Regions from separate parts of the Zea mays genome. Here region 2 is linked to region 1. Evidence: chromatin contacts called from public Hi-C data. All regions are on one chromosome and are shown on one strand. The core of a region is the stretch at or near the end of the contact, and the rest is flanking DNA. Distances in the headings are between cores, read along the strand shown.

Evidence for each region. A called contact is a pair of places that touch in the nucleus more often than the background predicts.
Region 2: a contact with region 1 is called in a Hi-C map of bundle sheath, with 3 times the contacts expected there. The contact joins the promoter of LOC100275199 here to the promoter of LOC100217122 in region 1. A contact is called at or near these places in 2 of 25 Hi-C or Micro-C datasets (bundle sheath and tassel).

What each region holds. Positions count from the first base shown.
Region 1 is chr9:49,340,367-49,344,035 of Zm-B73-REFERENCE-NAM-5.0, reverse strand. It overlaps LOC100217122, which reads right to left and starts at 2,018. Exons shown (of 9, transcript NM_001254802.2): 1 at 1,591-2,018; 2 at 1,356-1,430; 3 at 1,164-1,249; 4 at 873-979; 5 at 634-789; 6 at 408-494. The coding sequence starts at 1,790.
Region 2 is chr9:49,600,011-49,603,629 of Zm-B73-REFERENCE-NAM-5.0, reverse strand. LOC100275199 reads right to left here and starts at 2,099. Exons shown (of 1, transcript NM_001149347.1): 1 at 1,418-2,099. The coding sequence starts at 2,084. The coding sequence ends at 1,677.

The DNA of each region.
Region 1 (3,669 bases), core at 769-3,268:
CAATTCAGTTTAGAATTCATATTTTATGCTGAGATTAAAATAAAAAAGACAAGTGTCACTGTCACATGATGAATAGTGTCAGATTGCCTGCTTGTCTATTTTGCTTCCTTGACATCTAGGATGAATTTCAAACTGACCTGTTGCAACTATACTTAACTTTATATGTACTACATAGATGTTTCTGTGATGATCTTTTAAACATAACAACATGATACTTCAGCTAACAAGGATGCCTGCACCCAAGGACAGCAAATCTGCATTGTTAACCAAACAATAGAATCTGTAGACATGCGCTAATAAACTTTGTATTTGTTTGAAGTTCAACCAATCTGTACTTCTAGTTCTTTTGGAACCTAAATTTAAGGAATTGACAATGCCTTGTTAGAGCATGGTTGATTGATTGTTACCTGCCCAAAGCAGAAAACTGGGACTAAAGGACATCCAGACTGTATAGCTATCTTGACAAAACCTTTTCTTGATTTAAGAAAAGCAACCTGTAATGTAAACTCATCAAAACAATGAATTTGACGTGATTACACAGGACAGTAGGCAAATAAACAGAGTTTAATTGTAAAATGCAATATTAAACATGTTCGAATAATACAACAAATGGGTTGGATGACAAAATCGAACCTCTGAATCATTGTTCATATGAAGCATTTCCCGTACACCACCAGGGACTACGATACAACTATAACCAGCTCCAAGGTAGCAGTAGAAATTCTTCCTTGTCGCAGGTACCAAGCCAAGCCATGTCCAAATCTGTCTCAAGAACGGGGTGTAGAACACCTGGCCCCAACTCGAAATTAACCATCATGAGGGGAGTCCCTGAATCCTGTGGCATTTGGCGTCAAGGCATTTAGCTGACTTACCGCACTGCTCGCAAGGACCTTGATCTTAGTGAGAGGCAGAAAGCCAACAAGATCAGCAAGAGCCGACAGACCTATCGGCAGCACTGAGTGCGGCTCATAACCGAACACTGCAAATGCACAACACTACCATCACTATCACCACACCAACTCTGCAAATAAAAGATTCCCTTCCCTTAACACTCAGCAACTGAAGTTGATACTTTCTCGACTCCCGTGGGCACTTATGGATTGGATAATGGATACGATGACTGCAGCATCCATGAATGGAGAAGCAGGTTTTCGGGAGCATACCGTAAGCCCTGCTGGGATCCAAGGACTTGTAGTCCTCCACATGCAGAGTGATAGGGAAGTAGCCCATTGCGTGTCTGCATATGAACCTGCACGGTGCGCATGCTGATAGAAGTTAACAACCGAGGAGAAGAGGGAAGCGAATCCCAACTATTAGAGTTTCGAAACGTAAGGAAGGAATGAAGAACAGCGTACCTGGCGACGCTCTGGCCCCATTTGTCCCTGTCGTTGACGGGCGCGAACATGAACAAGAGCTGGAACGCCACGACTCTGCATCAATAAACGGGTCTGTAACAGACGTTGTCACCAGCAAGATGGATAAATAATAATAAATCATAAAAGACCCTCTTTTTTGTTTGGTCGAATCATGGAGATTGGAGTAGGTACAGGAAAAGATGGGGGTTGGATGAACGGGATAGGAGGTACGGACATGGCAGCGGCGCGGCCGGAGAGGAGGAAGAGCGACGCAAGGACGAGAAGGACGTTGAAGTGGATACCGCCCAGCCAGAGCGCCAGCGCCAGCGTCGTCCGCGGCAGCGAGTAGTCCGTGCACCGGAACACCCTCGCCTCCCCGCCCTCTCCATCCCTGGGCTTCTCCGCCGCCCGGTTCAGCCCGCCATCCGCGCCCATCTCGGCGGCGGCCCGGAGGTGCAGGTGCAGCAGAGTCGGGAATAGATGGCGTTTCGCTGCTCGTGTTGTCTTGGCTACTTCGGCGGTTCGGCCCCGCCTCGGAGGCCGTCGGATCCGGCGGTGGCGCTGCCCCGGATCCTTTTATGGAGTGATGGCGCTGTCGTATACCGTGTGCGTGCACGGAGGCACGACGTGGCTGTCCGTGCGGTGATGTCTCGTCTCTCTCTCCTGCGCTGCGGCAAAAACGTCACAGCGCGTCCTTTCCTCTGTCGTAGCGTGCGGCAGCCGGCGGGTCAGCGTCTGACCACACCCGCACTCTTGGGGTAGGAGGGGAGCGCGTGCTTGGGCGGCGGTGCGCCGGCGTTTCCTGTTACGTTACGTAATCTCCAGCATCAAACAGCTCCGTGGACCATACTGCGAGCACATCAAACATAAGGATTTCTGCATGACGTTATCTAGTTGATGCTCCACGGACATCACTATACGCGACTCTTACATACAATTTTTTATCGAGCACTTTTTCTACGAACACCTTCAAGACATTAATAAAGAACAGAGGTTAAATTAAAGGAGCCACCATCGATGTCGTGATAAGCACTCACGTTGTCTATTTTAAAAAGCAAAAAATCACAAAGAACATGAAATGTTAGGTGTCACGCTAAAATAGTAATTACTTAGATATATATCATTATAAACATTGCATTTTAAAATTATACGATTACGTATTTCAAAACGATACCATTACAAATTGGTGTAAACATTTTCTAGGTTAGCAAAGACGTTAGATCAATCTATAGTCTGTTGTGTTTTTTATAGACTAAAATGCCCTCGACTGTTATTGTCTCTTGTCTTCCGCTCTCCCTCCACTCACTAACATGTGAGCCACGAGTCTCATATAGGAATAGTAACGAGAAATTTGAAATAGCTTCTCATTCCTATCTCCATGGAGATCCAATGAATGTTTACGGGGGTATTTTTTCGACGTACCTATTTCCCGCGGTGATAAATTTCTGACGTAGATCTCGTCCCCATTTAAATTATAAGTAGGATGTATGTCATTTGTTATTAAAACAAAACATTGTTACTTATAAACATTGTCAAATGTAATAAATCATTGTATGTATATGGAAATGAACACATTTGTACAATGAGTGATCTCTTGGCAAGGTAATTATTTGTTTTTATCATTAACTATTGCATGAAAACATTGTCAATTTGTCACGTACAAGTTTAATGGGTCCCCACGGGTAACGGGGATGGAGAATGCTTCCCCATCTCCGTTTATCCGTCTTGTTTTATAAAATATAAAACCAAACCTTTTCAGAAAGAGCGTCTTTTGCTATAACCATTGCTTGTGTTATTGAAGAGAAAACGATATTTTTATTATGTTTTCTTTTAGTTTGGTCTATGTTGAATGTTGTATGTTATTTAGTGGTGTTTGTTTCTTCTTGTTTGTTTATTGATGTTCAGTGATTGATCCCGTAGTTGAGAATCAGGATCTATTCCGTGGAAGAATCTCAAGTTTCTTTAAGCAAGATAAGTGGACTTCTTCCCTTGCATATTCTGTTTGAACCTAATCAACACATGATAACTAAGATTTATATTTATTCTATGCATAATTTGAAGGGTTACCTATTCAAATTCACCTAACCTTTCCAACACTAATCCTTGATCAAACCTGGGTATTGTACTCTACTTTAGTAGCTATGCTATTGCTACAACTTTAACTTTATGTAGTCACTCTTTATGGTATTATAGTTCCAAAGATCATGTTACTGTTATCATTGATATTGTGGATGCCTCGTTGATTAAACAAGATCATATGAGTTAATTGGAACATGGAGTACCACTGAGGACAACAGCGCAACCATGAGAACTA
Region 2 (3,619 bases), core at 850-3,349, 260 kb before region 1:
CGGTTTGGCCTCGGCCCACGAAAATAAAGTTATTTTCGTCGGCCTAGTGGCCGACGAAAATAATAAAACATATTTTCGTGGGCCTGCCGACGAAAATATTAATGGGCCCACGAAAATACGTTTTATATTCGTCGGCCACTAGGCCGACGAAAATAACTTCCTTATGTTCGTGGGCCGGCCGACGAAAATATACCGGCCCACGAACTTTTAGGCTTTTCCTGTAGTGGAATCACCCTGAGAAGTTTATGAATGTTTTGTTGGAAATTTCATTATATTTAGCCCCGTTTTTTCCTTCATTTTGAGGAATTGGAATCTAACTAATGGAGTAGGCTATTTTTTTAGAATGTGACATTCCACAACTTTCCAAAGTTTATATATAACCCTATCTCAAATTCCTGAGGTGAGAGATGGAAATTGATTCTGTAGATTTACATGCTACCTTTCTAATGTACAATTTATAACACACTCTTCTACTTGCTTCTCTATAGCATAAATATAGTGTATAACTATCTCTCTCATATGATTTAGGATAATATACAAATATAATACATATACAAATATATTAACTTAACTAGTTTTGTCTAAATTATGATTATTAGAATGGAATTCAATTCCAACAAAACATACAGGCCTTTATAGAAAGTCTAGGATCACTTATTTTGGATGTCTAAGTCTGTAGTTATGAATTTTTGAAGGAGTCTAAATCAGTCCAAATCTAGACAGAGCTGTAATTTTAGCACTAATTGACTTTGCTAAGTGTTTAATCACATTGATATTACAATACCAAAGTTGTAGATCATTTCTTAGGCTTTCCAGAAAGTATTTGCTCACTATTGTTGGATGAATATCTTTTGAGTAATGATTGAAACAAGTAACTGTTGTGCTGCTGTCCTAAACATGTTGGTTGTGGTTGCTCTACTATATTGTCTTGCTTAAGTATGATTGATAGTCTTACTTTATAGTGTTTATGGTAATAGATTCAGGTAGTTGATGACATGTTACCATTGTCTTATACTTGTGCTGCTAATCTTGAATATTACCGAATAATTAACCTCATTAAAGTAATATAATATGTAATTATGATTAAACTACCTCCTCCTACGTGTTCTCTTTGGTGTATGCTTGCATTAGAATATTGTGAAGGATTGTAGAACCCGATTAAGTGATTATTTCTTTTTAGCTAAGTCTGCATATAGGACCTGTATATATACCTTAAGGTTTGTTCGTTTTGCTCTTAATATTCATGTGAATTGGGTGGGATTGGGTGAGTTTGAATCCCAAACAAGTCAAAATTTATCACAATTTTTCCAATTCCATCTAATCCACATGAAATAGGAATAACCGAAAAAAGCCTAATTTGTACAATGCACTTATACTCAGTTTCATGATCATATTATGAATAATGTACGCGTAGACGTAGTACATAATTAAAGTAATAGCTCTGCTATAGGTCGTCGTATTTACCTGTGGTGTGTGTAATTAATCAACTTTTTTGGTAGCAAGAGTATACAGTGCATTTTCAATTCATTTCCGAGAGCACGTATGTAGGGGCCAATCATACACTAGAAAGAGAGAGGAAGACGACGTGGGGCGCGCGCGACCGATGGTCGACCACACACATATATGATGCACGCGCGCGCGCCGTGCGTGCACGTACGGTGGTGGATATCTATCGATCATCTGGAGGCGAGCATCATGGCGACGGTGCATGATCCGGCGGGTGAGGCTGACGGGAAGGGCAGCGCGCGGCGACCGTGGTGGTGGCAGCCGATGAGGTAGAGCGCGAGGCGCTTCTTGGCCCTGCGTAGCAGCAGCAGCTTGTCCTCCCCCCACTCCGTGACGGCCGCCACCATCTTGCTCTTCCACCGCCTGCTGCCGCAGCACTCGTCGCCGTCGGCGGCATCCTGGCCGTCCTGCTTGTCGTCGTCGTCGTCGTCCCGCGAGGGCGACCAGTCCCACTGCAGCGGGTAGCTGCGCAGGAAGACTCGCCTGGTGCTGTAGTCCTCGTAGCGGAAGCTCCTGGTCAGCTTCGTTTCCTCGCCGGCCTCCTTGGATATCCTCCTGTCCGTGTGATGATCCTCCATCTATCTGTCCTGGTTGGTATGGCCGTGTAAGGTCAGGTGTATATATGGGCTCTTCCTTGGATACACCAGAACAGATTTGAGCTCGTCGCCTTTTGGTTCCTGTATCTTTTATCTCTTGTTCCTTTTCATATAAAAAGGGACAGACAGAGAGAGAAGCAAAACAAATTAAGATTTCTCATTGTGTGATGGGCATGGCACGGAGATGCTTTGCATTGTTAGAGTAGTAGTCTCTGCGAGAGGAGGAGGAGGATTTGCTTTACCGGTAAGCTGATGGCGACTCGTGCCGCATTATTTAGTTGCCTGATGAACATATGCGACGACCGTCCAGCTTTTAATCTGGTGCCCGGCCCTCATGTTCGTGTTGCCAAACCGGATGCTTAGCTTACTGGTATGTTGACAGAAACATTGAGACCGGCAACAAGTGAGCTAGCTCCACGTCAGCAATGCTTGCCACTTGTCTGCAGCTACAAGAAAAAGTGATGAGCTGTTCTTCCCGTGTCGAACTACAACAAGTGCAGGGAGGTTTAATCTCCGCCCTGTAGAAAAAGAAGATAAAGCAAGGTAATAATGGATGCTACGTCATGCATGGATGGGCATTCAGTATCCTAGTAGCTGCTTTTTTTCGCTTTGGCAAATCCCGTGGCTCTCCAGGTCGGGCTTTTCGGCCGGGGGATAGCGTACGCACATGCCCCTGCCGCTGCTCCATGCGGAGAAACTAAAGCAGAGGTCTGCGTGGTGGCAAAGCCGTCCATGTCTTTTTTTTTAGTTTCTGCAGTCGAAACCATTCCGATCCTTGTGGCCTTTCTTTTTTTTTTCTACTCTAATTTTGATGTACGTGTATGTATATAGTGTTGGACTTATCTGCCACGGTGATTAACCTCGACAGCAGCATGGCTGTCCGTTCGGATTACGGAACGTACGAGACAGCGACGGGGATATGAGCTGCTGCTGAGACTTACCAGGATATGCGAGCTGAGTCTGCCTACCGTGTCTATGGTTACAGCCACCCTATCAGCCGAGAACAGACCTTTTTTAAAAAAAACTTGGCAAAAGATTCGATTGTCAAATTTAGTAGGCATATATCCATGCGTTATTACGGGATCAATATAATAAAATATATTAATATATAAAACACTAATTATTATTCTATAGTTTTATCAGCATTATTAAAAATAAATATTTATATATCTTAAAAGATATAGTAAGGTGCAACGACCGACGGCCCAATCGAGCCTGTTGGGCACGGCGAAACCACGCCCAAATCGCGGTTCCGGCTATCTCAGACTCGGTGTTTACCTTTGTCTTGAGCCTCTTTGTGTTCTCCGCAGAGAAATGGAAGAAACATTCCTGCACCAGCGTGTACTCGGATGGCCGGACGATGTCCTCCAGCTTGCTAAAGGGTAGAGGCATCTGTCCAGCACTGGCGGCTGTGTCCTGTGTGGACAGCGTAGGGAGGGAGGCCACGAGTGCTTCCATATTCAGCAGCCCGCCGTTCAGCAGGAACAAGGACAACACGACTGTTGGTGACCTCAGGA